2 separate regions of the Oncorhynchus mykiss genome follow, and region 1 is linked to region 2. Evidence: chromatin contacts called from public Hi-C data. All regions are on one chromosome and are shown on one strand. The core of a region is the stretch at or near the end of the contact, and the rest is flanking DNA. Distances in the headings are between cores, read along the strand shown. Region 1 holds the start of strn (striatin). Region 2 holds the start of tomm20b (mitochondrial import receptor subunit TOM20 homolog).

What was found. Hi-C and Micro-C count contacts between places; a contact is called where the count stands out from the background.
Region 1: a Hi-C map of liver shows a contact between it and region 2, with 9 times the contacts expected there. The contact joins the promoter of strn here to the promoter of tomm20b in region 2. A contact is called at or near these places in 2 of 3 Hi-C or Micro-C datasets (blood and liver).

The regions. Positions count from the first base shown.
Region 1 is chr17:32,842,896-32,848,109 of USDA_OmykA_1.1, forward strand. strn (striatin) reads left to right here and starts at 3,325. Exons shown (of 17, transcript XM_021568212.2): 1 at 3,325-3,728. The coding sequence starts at 3,507. It overlaps map1lc3c (microtubule-associated proteins 1A/1B light chain 3C), which reads right to left and starts at 2,609. Exons shown (of 4, transcript XM_021568208.2): 1 at 2,452-2,609; 2 at 2,314-2,369; 3 at 2,118-2,224; 4 at 1,234-1,859. The coding sequence starts at 2,512. The coding sequence ends at 1,652.
Region 2 is chr17:32,662,533-32,667,981 of USDA_OmykA_1.1, forward strand. It overlaps tomm20b (mitochondrial import receptor subunit TOM20 homolog), which reads right to left and starts at 4,024. Exons shown (of 5, transcript XM_021568206.2): 1 at 3,766-4,024; 2 at 2,430-2,476; 3 at 1,733-1,814; 4 at 1,424-1,566. The coding sequence starts at 3,889.

The DNA.
Region 1 (5,214 bases), core at 2,075-4,574, 180 kb after region 2:
CCAATCATTAGTTATTTTGCCAATAGGACAAAATATCAGAATTTGGATGCCTAAGTAAATGCAGCCTTAGGCACTGCATACAGACTTGTGCATAATCTGGGATTCCTCATTTTATTCCACATGATAGAAAGTGGATTGACAATTTTAATACCCTATGCATTCTACACATCTCAATAGGACCTCTGAGTCATATTAACCTCACATTGATTTTGAAACTTTGTGCTTCAGTAGTATTGCTCATACTTCATTGCCATACGGCCCCATTGTCACGGAGTCAGTCTACATTGGGCCCCAGTCATCCTATTTGTAGGCCCAAGACTAAAAGCACACAAATTAAATTAGGATGATGCATGGTCTAATTGCGCTTTGGCTTGATTACATCCAGGAAGTGACATCAAGGCATTTTATGTTCCTGACAAAGTGGTCCCCTAAGATCAATAGGACCTCAGTAAGTCAGTGAAGGTGCTACAGGGTCCACTCCACAATGAACATGAACACCAAGTATTCCTGTTTGAAATACATCAGTCCAGTCAAATGCTAGGTTAAGATACACTACCAAAATTGTTTTCTAGAAGTTGGAATGGTTATTTTACCAGTACATTATGCAGACTATTAAAAACAAGAACTTCAGCCTTAAAAGATCCCAAATCAAAAACCATACCGATTTAAGATAGTGAAACAGACAATTTCAGGAGGATTGTTCCTAGTTGGGAAGTTCCCCTTTGAATGCAGTCCTGACACTTCAATCTTCAGACCTTGGTTCAAATGTGTCATCTAGCCTGCCTGGATTGGCAGGTAGAATAGTCCCCAAACCCTCTATTGGTTCATTAAGCAAAACAAGTTTAGTCAAGCACAGATTTCAAATAGTACTATAGAGGTCTGATCCCTATATGGCAAAAGGGGACCCATACTGGATTGAATATGAATAGTTCTGCGTTAACACTGGCAACCCAATTCGGATCTTTCGACCAATCAGATATGTACAAGTACCTTGAGGTAGTATAGGAGTCGATTTGTGCAACCTGTCAACAGGTCCTTCCTTTATAACTGATGCCTCAGAGTTCCTATTGAAGGCAATGTCCAAGTCTACACACGTCAGAGAAATTAAATTAAAAATGAGCATTTGAGTGACAATATTTGTTGCGGATATCGCTGCGCAACGTCGTTTGAAGTGCTAAATTTGCCCAATTTTAGTTTGACCAAATAGAGAATAATTCAATGTGCCATCTAACCCGCTGTGAACTCACTTTAATAACCAAACATTTAACTTCAGCTGTTTGAAGCTGGCTTACAAACAAAAAAGTTGAAAAAAACAACTCAGGAATAGCACACAGAACAGATCTACCGCTTATTAGACATGCTTTGAACGAGAATGACAAATCTACAACTATTTCTTTGCGAATTTGATTGATCGCCCAAAAGGTTACACATTTCCGCTTAAATTAATCTGGCCAAAGTCATGTAAATCAGAGCATGATCCTCAATAAAGTTTGAAACATTTATTACCTTAAAAACAATACAAAAACATTTCCAGAGTAATATTAAATAACCTTATATATAAATTGCATTTCATATCTATACACGAAGTTCAGTTATTGGGCCTGCCAAAAGCTGAGGCCTCACATTATCCAATCCTGCAATTTAGATCTTCTCAAACATTCCCAGCAATTGGCACTGACTCTTCGTGGATTTCAACACAATAACCAAACATTTCTTGAGAAGCATATGTCATGTAGAGAAATCCATCGTCATCTTTGTGGTCCTTGTAGACTTGCGCCATGGTAAGAGACATGCTGGCCAGGCCGCTATTATTGATGAGCAGGTAGAATGCTTGACTCTGCATCAGAGACATACGATTTCTGAAACGAGAACGTACAGCAAGTATTGACAAGTCTAATCAAATGTAGAAATTCACGCACAAACGCAAGTCATTATGATTCATTTAAGAAAAGTGACAGTCGCGCGGCACTCGTGGCCGATTCAGATCAGGTGATTACCAAGTTTGAAATTACGCACGAGTTCTCCCAACCAAAAACATGATGATTTAGGTCAATTTCAGTCATGATAATCCACGCTTAACAAATTAAACATTCACAGCAAAACACAACGAGACACACCTTATAATGGTAACAAACTGAGTCATGGAAAGTTCTTGTGGGACCAGGAATTTCGTTTTATCAAGAGGCGGCAAGTACTTCTCCCGTTGATACCGTTCAATTATAACCTGTGTATGGTTGGAAAGATCACTTTTAGAAGGTGCAAATTCAATGGAACTTCAGGGTAGAATAACGTTTTAGAAATAAGCGAATTTACCGGGATTTTAGTTGGAAACTTCGTTCGGATCCCCGCGACCTCCTGTTTTCTCGTGGCTGTTTGGGATGGAAAACGTGGTTGAGATTATAAAGCACTGCATAGCCTAACACATGCAAATTATTACATAAAATTAATCACCAAAGCTTTTTCTCTGCTTGAAGGACTTGGGGTGCTGTGGTTTCTCAAATGGCGGCATCATGTGGGCAAGTGACTCCTCTCTTCAATTCCTGCTGTCTGATCTAGACTATAAGATTTGACCACGCTGATCCGCGAACTGAAATTAAATAGTGTGGTTGCAGTGACGTATCACATGATTACCATGGGGTTGTGTCAGCACGCATCATATGGCTAATGAATTGACCGTTCATTAATGAGTCGGAAGTGTGTAAAACCAATCCAAATGCTTAAGATCTAATGAAATACCTGAATGTAATGTTTAATGTAATATATGTTTGAAAAAAAACAATACATTTTGAATTACTAAACATTATATAGAGGTAATTTGGTAATTCAAATATCTTACACACAAATCATACATAGAGGCCTTATAATATTCTCACACTAAAGTACGCCCTATCATGTGTAGGCAACATTTAGTTTCATGTATTTTCTTGGATTTCAAAGGGCATGAACTTCAGTCAGGGGGTCGTGGGTGATAGGCGTGTGTGTGTGTGCTATGTAAACAACTGGATGAATGGCTCTATGGAATGCATCGATAAATGAATGGAATGTGCTATAATATATGGAATATGGCTACCACAGATACACTTCTGTAGCATACATTATGACCTTTCCAATTTCAGATACAAACAACTAAAGAAAAAGACAGCAAAAGAGAACAGGCGCATTTTAGTGTGAAAAATGCAGCTCTAATCTTCTTTGAACTTCAAATTCCATTATGCGTAGGATACGGCAGTTGTCAACACCACGCGCATATATTTTCGATTGGCTTATTCCAGTGTGAATCGTTGAAATCGACCAATGGGTAAAGAAAACTCTGGATGTGGGTGGGAGTTCAGTGTGAACGTCACCAATTGACAACTGGCTGCTCAGAAGTGAGTGTGCCTGCCCAGTAGAGAGAGCTATAGTTAGCTATTTCCTTTCATATCACAGGGGCGGCTAAAGGAAAACCCATTCGTCTGAGCACGGTCGTGCCAGTTTGCGCGAACCGAATCCACACACCTGGCCTGGGCATGGACGAACAGGCAGGGCCCGGCGTGTTCTTTAACAACAACAACAACAACTCTGGTTTGCCTGGCGCTGGCAAAGGACCGCATCAGCCTGGCGACGTCGGTGGCGGAGAGGCGGCCAGGGCTCATTACAACATTCCGGGGATATTGCACTTTCTGCAACACGAATGGGCCCGCTTCGAGGTGGATAGAGCGCAATGGGAGGTGGAGCGAGCCGAATTGCAGGTAAACCACGTCAAAATGTCCCGCTTATTTTTGGTGGGGGTTTACGGTGCTGAGTCCGCTCTAGGAAGATTGACATTTGTGTCAGGAAGCCTACTCGCGCGCTACGGTCTTTTGTGGCGTGAACTGCTCGAGCTACGTAGCTACTAGAGTAGTCTTGGTCGGATGACATTAGTCACTATAGCACAGGGTTTCCCAAACTCGGCCCAGGGCCCCCACTGTGTGCACGTTTTGGTTTCTACCACAACACAGCTTATTCAAATAACCAACACATCAAGCTTTGATTAAATGTAAATCAGTTGTGTAGTGCTAGGGCATAACACAAAACGGGGGACCTTGCCTGTATTGTACCGTACACAACTTTTAATTTCCAAGTGTAGCCTTCTGTGTGCAAATTATTCACTACCATTGTTTTTAAATGATATAAGGCTATCCAAATGTGGTCAGGCAGACCCAATGACCTGTCTGTCCTCGATGAATACATACGTCTTGGAATGCAAAGAAACATTGCACGATGCAGTCCAAAGATCTACATCCCATTCTCAATAATATTGGTTGTCGAAATGTCAAGCACAAGTGTATTGAACAAGCAACTCATTAGGCCTACACACACACTTCATGTTATTGAAAGCTGAGTTCACCTGTGAAGTGCAATGGCATGTCCAGTTTAAGTCTGTTGAATAATTGACAGTTATCCTTATGAACAGCACAGTTGACTCATACACTCAGTAGGCAGTGACATTAGTTTTTGTGCCTTACGACTTGTCTTAAATCTATCAGAGGTAAGGCTATTAGCATATTGTGTAGGCCTTGAGTGAGTTGTAGTTCCCAAATATATATTTATATTTTATATATTTGGGAGCTACAACTCACTCAAGGTCTACACAATGTAAGTAATCCAGTCAATTGAAATAAATAAATCTATGGATTTCACAAGACCGGGAATACACATACCTTTAAAAAAAGTAGGGGTGTCAGTAACTGGTGTGACCGCCACTTGCAGCGCAATAGATCTACTTGCATGGGGTTGATCAGGCTGTTGATTGTGGCCAGTGGAATGTTGTCCCACTCCTCTTCAGTGGCTGTGCGAAGTTTATGAATATTGGCGGGAACTGAACCACGCTGTCGTACATGTCGATCCAGAGCATCCCAAACATGCTCAAAATGGGTGACATGGTGAGTGTGCAGGCTATGGAAGAACTGGGACATTTTCAGATTCAAGGAATTGTATACAGATCCTTGCGAAATGGTGCCGTGCATTATCCTGCTAAAACACAAGGTGTTGGCGGCGGATGAATGGCACAATAATGGGCCTCGTCACACCATTGATAAAATGCAATTGTGTTTGTTGTCTGTAGTTTATGCCTGCTAATACCATAACCCCACCAACACCATGGGGCATCTGTTGTGGTCTGCGGTTGTGAGACCTGTCGGACGTACTGCCAAATTCTCTTATACAACATGGGTAGAGAAATGAATGTTCAATTCT
Region 2 (5,449 bases), core at 2,774-5,273:
AATTTGTTTTAGCACAATGTTCAAATGCCTGTATCGCAAGAATCCGTTTTTATTAGAGTTCAGTCTCGTCTCCTTCGCTCCTTGTGTGCGTGCACTGTGCACCTTCCCACTAGCACACAGACAACAAGCCCCTCCCCCCGCCACTCACAACGAACAATAACTTCCTCTGACAACAAGCAGTTAAAAAAAACGTATAGAATTGTTCACATGGACACCGAAACGCTTACACTATTTTACTGTAAGAGACGAGGACTTAACCTTTCTGATGATACCCTTTTTATGTCTCAACTATCAACATGTAGAACAGACCCCACTAAAACGAGAGTATCAATGAACATGATTGTGGAAAAGTCATGCTCAGTTTGTCGGGCACGGCATTGCGGCACCGCTAGCAGCATTTTAGCCACAGCCTTATGCAATGTTGCATAAAAATACGCATTTATATTAGGAATTGGTAACTCGTTCTGAGATAAGCATCGGTTTATCCAGGTAGGCCTCTTGATTTCGATATCTAAATAAAGTGGACAGGCTGTGTTGTTCAAACAGTTTGAGACAGATTTGGAGGGCCTGTTCATACCTGTTCTACCTTGTTGGCAAGCAAATAGATCCAAGTTGGTTAGACTTGAAATATAAAACGTTAGCTGTTGTGCTTGAGAAATTGTTTACGAGATCTGTTACATTTTCTATAATGCCTGCTACAAGAAATTGGTCATTGTACATGTTTCTGGTTAAATTTGTAACAAATGGCATTTTCATGGACTTGAAAGCCAAATCAATAATTTTTTTTTAAAAGCAGGTTAAAACTATTTTAATTAAATTAGTCAGTCTTATGGTTGTGGAAGGCTTATATTTAGCCTAGTTATAATTTTACAAGCCCTGGATTCATTATTCCTGATTGTTTGAAATGCAGTGTTGACCTTTTACTGCAACAAGGCTTATGAGAGAACGTTTAAAAGTTAAATCTAGGTATATTGGGAATCGCCCATGTTTAAAAATAAAGAAGTGATTTTTACACCATACCAGCCAGCCATAATTGGTTTCTGCTTTCTTGCTTTAATACACTTACTGCAAGTTGCTCTGAATAGGAATTGGACCTGTTGCAGTTGCAGGCATTAAAAAGTTAGTTTGTCACAAACAGTAGGAGACGACAGAGCGCTGTGTTGCACACACATTGTGGCAATGTTTCTGCTAATAGTGCAGCAACCATCCTGAAACGTATAAGAGGCACTGTACCTGGCTGATGGTTAGTGTTGTTACATAAGCTCAATGTTGAATAGGCTTGCAGTTCTGACTATATTATTATACATATCTAATATCATTAGATACATTATACATTAGCTTCCTTGATTGTATGCACTTACTGTACACAGCCCAGGGTAGGAGTGTCTGCTAAATGACCTTGAAGTGAAGAAAAGGACTGTACCTGGCTGATAGTGGGCAGTTTGGTGAGTAGCATCTGGAAGACAGGTGGCGGGAGGGTCTGCTGCAGCACCTGGAGAAGCTGCTGGGGCTGGCCGCACACGGCGATGGCGTTGGTCAGATGCTCCACGCCGTTCTCGTAGTCACCTATACCGGAACACCAAGTGCAGAGAGGTTTAGATCGACAAAACGAGTAGTACATCACATGGAGAAGTGTTGTTACTCTGGTCACAAGTAAATTAGGTAGTGCATTATATGGAGAACAGTGCATCACACACACAGACCAAGTGATGTCAATGTAAGACTGGTTTACCCTGAGCCAACAGCTCCTCTCCCAGCTGAATCTCCTCCAGAAAGAACTTCTGGACCGCCTCTGCATCCTTCAGGTCTGGGAGCTGCAAGAGTCCCACAACACACACTACTTTCCATAGGTCAAGGAATAACTAAAACGTAATGTACTGGTGGAAAATCTGTTGTCGGTGGCCTATGCTCCAGGAGAAATAAAAGGTCTATTCAAATGAGTCGGGCAATCCACAGAGGCGTGCCACTTCATCAGGTGCCAGGTTAGAGTTCAATTTAAGTGAACTCTTAGCGCACAGCAGTTCTTGCTGGGTTTGCACTGGGTTTGCACTTGCTGGGTTTTTCCATTGGAAAAACAATAGTTCTGTGGCGAACAAGCCATTCTCGTGCGAGTCCAGTATATGGGCCTTAAGGGAAGAGTAGTCAAGTCGGTCAGTTTCTATTGGGGAGCTATACAGTTGTGTTGACTAAAATTTGGTACCACTGTACAGACAAAAAGGTTTTGTCCATGCACTAATTCCAGTCTCAAAACAGTCCTACCCAGCCATCACCTTGCGGTGTCCCAATACATACCAGTGAAGATCGTCTTATTTATTTCACTGGAGAATATTTCCCACATGGTATCATCTGACGTGTACTAGACATTGCTTCTTTAGACATGTGTTCATTGAGGAAGAATTTAAATATTACCTTGAGGGAATTTTACTCACCTTCGACAGTCCTGTCCCTTGTTTTGCAGCCGCCTGATTTCTCCTCCCTGGGGCAGAGGTAACACAATCACTGTTAATATAAATAGCTTTGGGGGATTGTTCCTGTTTGTACTTAGACATCTTAGTTTCTCTGGCAATCCTACAATGCAAGACTACGATTAGGAACAATAAGGAAGTCACATGAACATCCTAAATTGACACCCTGAAGTAGAGCTTCAGTCTTGAACAACGCTCCAATATAATCCCCCCCCTCCCTCTGATATCCCTTGATAAAGTGGTTTACCCGGGTCAGAATCAGGAGATAAGTGTAGTTGCTAAGTAGCAAGTGACAACTAGCCAAACAATCCCTTTTTTTCCTGATAGGGTGATGAACTACCACAGTGGAAGGTGAATGACAAAAAGGCTAACAGAGGAACGTGGCTCATTCAATTGCAATAAAGCAGGTGTATAAAGCATTGTGGCCAGCTGACAACCAAAGTCCAGCTTTCATACTGTAGTCCAGCTAGAATTGTAGTCCAATTAATGTGGGACTGGAATGCGATTTATTTTTTTATTTTTTTTGGGGGGGGGATGTGATATGTATAGGATTTGTGACATGCATCCATATTTGTATTCTAATTCATAGCTCTATTGGAGCAAGGGATTCTGGGTAGAAGACAAGGCAGAGCTGCCATGATGTAGTGTGTGGAGGTGTGGCCATTCCCACTCATTTATTTTAGATCCCCTTATGAGTTATGCAGTCTCATCATTAAAGTTCGCAGTCTAATGCACTTAAGGCGCATTGTCAGCTTCTTCATACCAACAACCCACGGCCTTAAATGAGCGGTAGGCCTGGATAGATTAACATTAGGGATATCCAGGTTGCTTTTAATCCTGCTTGGCAAGCTCTGTCTGATATGGCTAGTAGCCTAGAATGGTTGGTTTAGGTTACATAACAGTTCAAAACACTACCAATGAATGAATCAGGGTAGGTGCAGCTTTCCATGTCTGAATTCAACTAACAGAACGCTTGTGAGTAGGAAGTACATTAATACATGAAGCTAGTTATCTGAGAAACGCTCAACTCCTCTAAGAGAACAGAGTTGGGCGTTCCTCTGCTAGGAGCTAACGTCAGCACTGGCTAGTTAAGTGCAGGGTTTTTGGTGTTAGCAGTGCGGTGACAATGAATGAATGAATCAGATCTATTGCACAAACCATTAACGTTACCATTCAAGCTTCTATACTTCGCTAATTGGGAATAGTTAAACGAGTTCGGCCTGGCTCGGGCATTTTGTTGCACCTCAGGTCTCCCAAACATAGACCTGAGTGGGGTGTACAGGACGCAGACAACACTCACGTTCTCGCAGCCTGTTCTTGAAGTTGGGGTCACTCCGTCTTTTCCTGTCGAAGTAGATGCAGTAGCCGACGAACAGAGCCCCGCAAACACCGGCGGCTATCGTGCTCGATTTACCGCCCATCATCACTTCCGAAATGGTTGATATTTCTGTGTTAACAAAGATAATATTTCAATTTTGGCTTATATCAGAGACGGTACATGACCTCACACAGGCGCAAGTTCCCAGCAAAAAGGACCAGTAGGACCACTGACTAATTTGACAGCTAGGGTGTCCGCATTGACCGCCTGATTAAAAATAATAAAACGTTAATTCCCAATCACATTATATCTCCGATAACGTATGCATTTTGAGTGCATATAAAGTGTTGGATGTTGTTGAACTCAGATGGGAAAAAATACATGTGTTAGGATTTCTTCAAATCAATGTAAGTAGCAGTCGGTCGCATTGAAATGTAAGTGCCACAAGGTGGCAGTAGCAGTTCATTAAAAAAAGAAGCAGCAGGCTAATGATCACATATGATACAATTTAACAGTATTTTCCCCAGAGTAACACAAATAGAAACAATTTAACTACAACTCTAGGTATTTTGACTGTCTGGGGTAGACCACACAGCAGCAAACAATGGCCAAGTGAAATATTGAACATTAGGCTACAATGGTGAGTGACACAATCATCTAGACAAGTAAGAAAACATGTACAATTTTGCTTTCACTATGACCAATTCATTTACGAAAAATTATGGCAGTTGCTCATATGCCTGTCTGGCCTTAGTTGGCACTTCTCATCTCCCAGATGATAGCAAATCCCTAGAAGTGCTGCTCAACAGAACAGATGGTCAGCTGCATTACATGTGCAAATCCAGACTGCTGCAAAAATATACCACCTTTACTATTAGGCTTCTGAGGGCACATGCTCAGACCTGCATTAATACAACCATCAGGCATGCACATCCTTGCATGGATTACATCATCACCATACTGTGTCTGGTATTACATGTACCTTTGCCTTTAAATGGCAATCGAGCCGTTCTGCACCCTTGCACAATTTCTGTGGCCGGTTGTTGTGGTTACAGTTTATTAAAGGGATAACTGAACCTTAGAGATTGACGTCATTGACCACACGTCGCCGGTTGACAGGATTTTGGAAGGGTGTGTGTGCTTTTGGGGGGGGTTTCCAGTTAAGCTGTGGGTGTGTGGTTGTGTGTGTGCATGTGTGTTTGTACAAGTGTGTGTTTGAACAAGTGTGTGTATACCTTCATTCCCTTATTTATGTATCTATGTGTGTGTGTATGTGCGCATGCATTGCATGTGTACTTCTTCATACTTCCGTGTGTGTGTGTGTGTGTGTGTGTGTGTGTGTTTATGTTTATGTATGTATCAGTGGAGGCTGTGGAGGAGACTCATAATAATGACCAGAATAAAGTGAGCCGTCCTCCCCTCAGCAGCCTCCACTGGCATGTATGTGGTTGTGCGTACGTGTCTACACTTGTCTGTGGACAGTTTACATGGTAGGTGGAATATCCGTCTGCCCTGTCATCTCTCTTGCCAGCGGCTTAGCAGCTTGCACCTGGCATGCAGCTGCCTGGGGGTTGGCGAAGAATTTTCCCCTCAGGGACATCTAGCGCCGCTGGTGCCCGGGCATGACGTGAGGCGGCTCAGCCAGAGGCTCGTCTTCTCGCGGCGG